2 separate regions of the Mus musculus genome follow, and region 1 is linked to region 2. Evidence: chromatin contacts called from public Hi-C data. All regions are on one chromosome and are shown on one strand. The core of a region is the stretch at or near the end of the contact, and the rest is flanking DNA. Distances in the headings are between cores, read along the strand shown.

Region 1 (3,799 bases), core at 1,059-3,558, 180 kb before region 2:
GCAATAGGGCTTAGCAGCAGGCTAGCACGGAGTGAGGGCTCAGTGAAGGGCATCTGTGCCTGTTGTCAGCTTTACTGTCTTAATTGACCTTGTGCCAGGGGGGCTGGTGAAGAGCCGCATCTGTGAGGCGTCATTAGTTTGTTTAGGCTGGAGGCTGCCTCTGAATCTCCACATCCTTAGATGTCCCTTGAGGAACTAGGGGCTAATCTGTGTGGGTACCAGGAACAAGAGGAAGGACTGGGGGAAAGACAGATGAATTAGAGGCCTCTTCTGAATAAATATCTGTTTAGCAGCCATTGCTCCGCTCCTTGTTGGGCTCTGGTTATCAGGAGATCAGGACACAGGTGTTGTTAAGGAGCTGAGATGTCAAAAGGAAAGATGGGGCAGATAGTCTTCGAGCAGAGCCCTCATGAGGGATGCAGATGCTTGGGGCAGAATCACCCCGGGCATAGCCATTTTGACAGTTCTTTCCGTAGAGCAAGTCAGCTCTTCTGGCTTCTAGATGCGTCCATATTGTATGTCAATCTTACAAAGGGCTTAGTCATGTCTCTGCCTCTTTCCAAATGGATAGTTTCCTCAGCATGAAGACTGACTCCCCAGTCCCTTGGTCAGGTGCACCTCTAAACATCAGCCAATGCTCAGCACCCAGCACCTTGTGTAGTCGGCTTTCCAGAGCGGCCACAGATACTGGAGACAACAAACCTGTCAAAAGGAACCGTGTATTTTAGCCCATAGATTGGAAATCTCAGTCTGTGAATGGTTGGTCCCCTTACTTCTGAACCCGTGGTGTGGCACATTATAGTGGCAACACACAGTGTAGAAGAGAGCCCTTCACGTCAGGTGCAGATAAACGAAGAGACCAGAGTCCCATAATTCCCTCAGGTCTTGCCTTTCCCTATTACCTAAAGCTTCCCCCTAGGGCTCCACATCTTGAAGTTCTACCTCCTCCTAGCAACACCTAGCAACACCTTGGCCCAGGAACCAACTGTTTAACACATGAGCCTTTGAAGGACATTTAAGATTCAAACGCAGCACATTTACAGTTCCCTAACTGTGAGAACAACCTCTCTCTCCTGCAGTGGTCATACGGCTTTAGTAAATGCATGTTTATCAAGTGTAATTCGCATTACACGTGTTAGTGTGGACTTTTCAAGTCGGCAGAGTCTTAGGCGCTGACGCAGTGAGTGCTGTACTCTTCTGGTTCCTCCTCCACTCACGTGGTTCCTTGGGGGAGGGGCTAAATGAAGTCATAAGAATAAATTATTCTGGACAAGGTTAATCATGTAATCAGCAGCATTCAGTATCGTTTAAGTTACTCAGGATGGGTGAGTTCTTAAGACCTATACAACATCACGCCGGAGTCAGTGCCGCCCTGCCTGAATATAGGAAAGTCTCATGCTGTGTGCTTACTACTAAAAACAAGCATGACGCACTCCTTTAATCCCAGCACTTAGGAGACAGAGGCAGGAGGATCTCTATGAGTTCGAGGTCAGCCTAGTCTACAGAGTAAATTCCAGGACAGCCAGAAACCCTGCCTTGAAAAACTAAAATGAACAAACAAACAAACAAACAAACAGCTAGGCATAATGGTGCATGACTTTAATCCCAGCACGCGGGAGGCTGAGGTCAGAGGACCTCTTGTGAGTTTGAGGACAGCCTAGCCTTTATACCCAGCCAGAGATATAAAGTGAGCCCCTGTCTCAAAATAACAACAAGAATATCCATCCAAACCCTAAGTAAACAAAAGTTAAGGGAAAATAAGTAACTTAACAGCATTTCCAGAACAAAGGATCGCCACTTATTCTTTGCATTCTTCACAACTCATTGCCATTTTGAAACAGCGTGGTTAAGAGAATGTGTGTGGGTAAAGGAGTTAACAATTGCAGGCATTATCATCATCGCTAGCTTCCGATGTCCTTGTAAGTTCTGAAATTCAGAGACTAGAAGCGGCTTCCTTGGGTTACAATGATCTGGTCAGAGCAGCCACCAGTAATGTTCTCAGAGTGCCTCACCAGGTGGCGCTCTTTTACCGGGATAGGTTCTGACCAACTCCCTCCTCCCACTTCCCAGCATGCAGTAGCCTCTTCCCCACCAGTTCAGCCCAGCCTTGTAGAGCTAGCTGGGATATTGTGTCTAAGCCTTGTTTCAGACAGGGAGAAATAAAATTTTGAGAAAGTATGTCTCTGGGCTCAGAGACCCTACGTCACCAGGTGGAGTCCGGGTTTATTCAATTCTGAGCCTCATCTGCCTCCCAGTGCTTCTCTTATTCGGCTCTCTGCAGACGCTTCTAGATCTTGCCTTGCAGGCTTCCCTCACAGTGGATCCTGGTGGGCAGAGCTAGTGCTCCTCTCCTAGGCATTTGTCACTTTCTGCTATTACGGGTGGAGAAGGTATTTGGGAACAAGAAAGGGAACAGGCTCTTTTTATTTCTTCCCCTTCCGGAGGCATTCAGGGGCAGTGTATGTGCAGCTAGGGGAAGGGACCTGGAACCAAACCGTCTTTGTCATGACTCTTCCCCTTTTCACAGCAGGATAACAGGCTGTGAGTAAACTTGTGTCTCATTATTCCATCCATAAAGTTGGGGCAGTAAAATATCCCATGGGAGCCGCCATAGACGAAGCACTCACTGCAGTCGGGTGCTTATGGTGAGCATCATGGTTCACCAGCATCCTACCTGGACAGAAAAACTTCTGGGAGGATGCCGGGCTGCCCATACTGGCCCTCACCTGTGTCTTCCTGCTACAGCATCCTTTTATGACACCTGTCACATATTTCAGTGATGCTGTGTGTTAAGTCTAGGCTCTCATACTCGCAATGGACCTGCAGCCCAACCCAGGGAAGTGGGTACTTAGCATGTTCCCATCACATGGAGGAGGCTCAGATATGACAAAGTCATCTCTCCAGGTCACTGCCTAGCGACAGGAGGGTGCCTCACAGTCAGGCCTGTCTGATTAAGCTGTAAGATTCAAGCTGTTTACTTCTGCATTCTACTGCTCTTTTGAAACTGGCAATAACAGTAAGCAGGACCCCTCACAGTGTGGGCATCATCCGGACTGCCGAACCCACATCCCAGGACCACCCATCTGTAGAGTGATGGTTCTTAACCCTTTAAAATAATCTATCTATCTATCTATCTATCTATCTATCTATCTATCTATCTATTAGCAGGATTTTCATCCTAGCACTGGGTAGGCTGAAACTCTATTTAGACCAGGCTGGCATTGAGCTCACAGAAATCCATTTGCCTCTTCTTCCTTAGTGCTGGGATTAAAGGCAGGTGCTACCACACTAGGCTAGATTTATTTCTGTTGTTTTTATGACATGCATGTGTCTGTGTGGATATATGTCCCCTGTGTTGGGGTGCTTGAGGAAGGCGGAGAGGGTGTTGGGTCCCCTTGGGGCTGGAGTTTTGTGTGCTGGGAGCCTGGTGAGGGTGTTGTTAAGCAAACTTTGAACCTCTGGAAGAGCAGCAGGTGCTCTTAACCTGGGGGACAAAGATGTAGAGGTCACTCATGTTTTTCTGCCCCTCTCCCCAAGGTCCTTTGGGTGACAAATACAAGGATTCTTAGATTATATTTAGCCCCACAACCTTCAAGGGTCACCTGCCCCCATCTCGTTTTTTTTTTTTTTTTTTTTGTGCAGCCTCAGGCTAGCTCTTTGGGCAGCCAGGCAGCCTGCATCCCAGGCACGTGAGGTCCTTTGAGCCATCCAAGATGTAACACAAGCACTCTGTGACTCAGACCAGACTCTCTGGGATTTTTCCTTTCTGGGCATGTGACAGTCTGTGCAGTATCAACAG
Region 2 (4,020 bases), core at 1,464-3,963:
GTTTCGAGATATTAGTTTGCCTGGGACACAGCTATAGCTGCAGGTAGTTCGGGCAGGATTCGAATCCTGGTTTACCTGACTCCGGATGCAAAGGCGCCTCTGGCTGGGCTGCCATATGGCAGATCCATCTCTCAGCTCTCTGCCTGGGTTAGTGCTTGCTGGAGTCCCTATCTAACCAGACCTGTGTGGGCATCTGATCAGCGTCTGTGAAAGGCTCTGTGAAAAGCCTCTGGTCTGGCTTGGCTAGTTGTGGGTCTCACAGAGCTCAGGTCAGGTTTGTGAGGAACCATACAGTTTATAGATCTGGTCTGCCACCTTCATCCTGCTAGGTCCTTGAAAGCAAGGAGGCCATTCCTTATCTCTCTGTCTCTTTGTGGTTATCTCTACCTCTGTGTCTCCATGTCTCTTCTCTGTCATACACAATGCAGAACGGAAGGCTCACTGGGTCTCCCTGAACCTTAACTTAAATTCTCTTCAGCCTTGGGAAGAAAGCCTCCTTGATGCTCCTGCACTAGTAACACCTCTCTAATCTTCCAGCAAACCTCAGGCTTCAGCTCGGGCCTAAGATACATAATGCTGTTTGTTTCCCTTATAACCACCTTTCTCGGCTACCGTCTATTTATGGCAAGCATTTACAGAAAGACAACCATGACTAGGCAAAGTTCTTTCTAAAATATCTTCAGAAAAAGACGGCAGTCTGGGGAGACGACTCTGTGGATAAGAACATTCACTGTTCCAGCATGAAGACCTGAGCTCAAATTCACAAAACCCACATAGAGACCAGGTGCGGTTGCACATGCCTGTAACAGAGCTTCAGAGAGGGCAGAGGCAGGAGGATCACTGAGGCTGTTAGCCAACCTAGATAAAGGTTCAGTGACAGACCTTGTCTCAGGGGAAAAAAGTGTAGAGAGAAAGAGTAGGAGTCCTGCTGTTTTACACACACACACACACACACACACACACACACACGCACGCACGCATGCACCACACCCACCCACATGCAAGCACTCACACACACACACACACACACACACACACACACACGCATGCACCACACACACCCACATGCAAGCACACACACACACACACACACACACACACACACACACACACACACATATCACACACACACACCACACATGCAAGCACACACACACTCGACCATACCCATACCCACCCACCCCCACACCACACATGCAAGCACACACACTTAAGCACACACATGCATGCATGCGCATGCACACACATACTTAAAACGAAAGGCAGACACTGAGCCTGGGTCTGGGGATGCTGTAATCCTGATGTCAGCACCAACTCACGCCAGGGTTCGTTTCCCATCCCCTATAGGTTAGTATCTTCCCTCACCTTTACCTCCCACCGCCAGCTTCTATCAGCTCCAATGGCTATCACATTTACTTCATATTGTTCTTGTCTACCTCCCATCATCTCAGACATCTCTCTTACTTCCCTGCACCTCTGTCTTCACTGTGTCACACCCCTTCCACCTCCACCCTTCATCGTCTCCACTGTTCCTACCTTTCAACCACCATCTACTTTGCTGCACACCATCTATCTTCCACCTTCTCTTGGCCCGTCCATCCCCTCATCGCCTGTATCTCCTGCCATCTGTTTTCCAGCACATTCCACAACTTTGCACTACGTCTGGTTTCTGGCTTCCACCTTCCATCCTCCACCCCCATTATCTTCTTCTTCTCTAACATCCACTTCCCCTTGTTCATCATCCACTGCCTTCCACCTTCTGTATCCTCCACTTTCCACCTTTCATCACCACCACATTCTTTTCTCTTCCATGGCAGGTTTCTTGAGGCTCTTTATGATGGCTACAGCTCCTTCTTCTCTTCTTAGCTTTCCTTATGGTTCTCATGGCTCCTACACACATACCCTGGAAACACCATAATCATCAAACTATTTACCAGGTTGTGAGTTTGTGTGTGTGTGTGTGTGTGTGTGTGTGTATGTGCATATATTTCATCTATGTGCCAATAGCACTTTTTCTGTATTAAGGATGATGGGTAGCTTTAAGAAGTGATATTTATATAGGAGTTTAGTTCTGTCTCCATCCACTTAGGTAGGTAGAATAGGTAGGTGGACTTTAAGGATGATATAGGAACTTATACTTTGCAAATTCATCCATCAGCCTTTAGCTCATGCATCTGAGAATTCTGGTGGGACATGGAAAGTCAGGGCATGTGTCATAGTCTCCAAAGGACAGAAAAGGGGCTTGAAGGGCAGACACAGTGGGGTTCTCAGGACCCACAATTGAAGGGTGAAATAGCTGGCCAGAGAGCCTTCGGTTGGCCCTTCTTTTGCTTGGTTCTGTATATACCACATGTCATGTCCATTTTCTTGCTAGTTAAACCAAGGCACAGAGGTCCGTATGGGAGGAGAGTGAGGCTGCCCAGGTGTTTCCTAGTGGGATAGGGGTTTTCATTTCAGGACTCGACTGAAGATGGGGATCAGGTGCCTGAAGAGGGTGTCAGGTGTGGGGGTTTATGCTCTCCAGATCCCAAGATCCCAGGACACTGGGTTTAGATCCACATGCCTCCTGGGTTCTGCAGGCTTGGATCTGGGTTTTGTTTGCTAAGCGGAATTTTCCAGCCCCCAGCCGGGAAGCTGGCAGAGCTAGCTTGCTGCTAATTTCATTTTCCTAACTCACCAGCTTGGCAAGGCTTGGCCTCTCCAGCTTCAGTCTCTTGGAACCTCATTCCCACCTTTCTTAGCCAAAGAAAGCGAGCAAGCTGTGACTCACCAGAAATGCTCACTGCTAGTTTCTAGCCATAAAGAAGAAAATATATACATCTGCGGTAGTTCTGCCCTTATGTCCTAGCTCAGCAGCTTCTGCCTGCCGGGGAGAGGCTTCGAGGCAAGATGAGAAAAGCAAGAGAGTTAGTGTGCCTGAGATGAGGGGAGGCTGGCTCGCTTCGTTTTAATGTCTTCTAAAATGGAGACTGCAGCAAGGAACAGTAGCAGAGTGAGCTAGAGATCAGCCCTGGGTGCCATTTTGAAGAAAGAACGTGTGGTCCCAGGAAAAGGAGAGCGGACGCACAGGTTCCTGGTACTCCACCCTCATCTGTCACCTGCACTCTTCATATTGATTTCTGCAGTCCCCATAATGCGGATGGTGCATGGGATGAGGTAGCAGGCCCCCCAGGACCCAGCTGCCCTGCGGATCCTCCAGCCTCACTATCCACCACGTTCACCCCTATGAATCTTGCTTCCTCTACTTCGCTTATCTTTACTGAGTCCCTTAAATGTATGTGCCCAACTCCTTGCCCCCCAGGAAGGCCACTCGTCTAGTACTTTTCCTTTGCCACCTCTAATTCTTCTTAGAAGCCTACCTTACCTTTCTCCTCATAGACACTTCAGTGAACCTCGAAGTCAGGTCTCAAGACTCCTGCTCTGAGCCCCTATGGCACGGCATGCCCCTTCATTCTAGCACTTTCTGACCATCTAGTTCTACACTCAACCGGGACATGTCCAGTGACTGTCTTCCCTCAGCACACTGTCAACTGTGTGGAGAACACACACGCTCAAAGGCTCTCTTGAGCCTGGCCCTACAGATTGCCCATCATAAAGGCGTTGCGCAGATGAGCCACTGAATAACAACGAGAAAGCTCTTTTCTTGTGTTTAGTGACATGGTTTGAATAGCTAGGCCACAAGCATAGGTGACCTTTACATGGTAACATCCAGAGGAGGTAGGCATAGGAGAGGACTCCTCCCAGGGCCAGGTGTCTTTTTGTTTCCCCTTGGTGACTCTTATTGGTGGCCCACTTAGGTGGTGGTGAGGGTCTGGTATCCTTCTGCAGCATGACTAGCTCCAACTCTAATCCTGGCTGTGGACAGCTCACCTGGTGTAGTCATTGCTTTTGGTTGCTGTGATTAAGCCATGATTAAAAGAGACTCAGGGAAGAAAAGGTTCATTTTGTTGGCTTAGGGTTCCAGAGGGGAGTCCATAATGACTGAGGCTTCTTCACTAGCTAGGATTCACCTCCCCAGAT

What was found. A called contact is a pair of places that touch in the nucleus more often than the background predicts.
Region 1: a contact with region 2 is called in a Hi-C map of cerebral cortex, with 3 times the contacts expected there. The contact joins two enhancer-like sites. A contact is called at or near these places in 2 of 15 datasets of contacts at CTCF or cohesin (the NIH/3T3 cell line and pro-B cells), 6 of 484 Hi-C or Micro-C datasets (the N1E-115 cell line, bone marrow-derived macrophages, cerebral cortex and 3 more), 5 of 115 datasets of contacts at active chromatin or transcription factors (bone marrow-derived macrophages, differentiating embryonic stem cells, embryonic basal ganglia and 2 more) and 4 of 9 other capture datasets (adipose tissue, embryonic stem cells, embryonic tail and 1 more).

What each region holds. Positions count from the first base shown.
Region 1 is chr6:112,999,335-113,003,133 of GRCm38.p6, reverse strand. No RefSeq gene overlaps it. Among named protein-coding and RNA genes, the nearest start is that of Gm43868, 45 kb to the left of the region's middle. Within about 2 kb of position 2,308, at least 70 of the 459 cell types and tissues checked have an H3K27ac peak or open chromatin away from gene starts, as enhancers often do. A contact at or near this core is called in the N1E-115 cell line, cerebral cortex and forebrain, where this site is marked.
Region 2 is chr6:112,821,979-112,825,998 of GRCm38.p6, reverse strand. The region is part of intron 2 of Srgap3 (SLIT-ROBO Rho GTPase activating protein 3); the gene reads left to right. Among named protein-coding and RNA genes, the nearest start is that of Srgap3, 120 kb to the left of the region's middle. Within about 2 kb of position 2,713, at least 29 of the 459 cell types and tissues checked have an H3K27ac peak or open chromatin away from gene starts, as enhancers often do. A contact at or near this core is called in the N1E-115 cell line, cerebral cortex and forebrain, where this site is marked.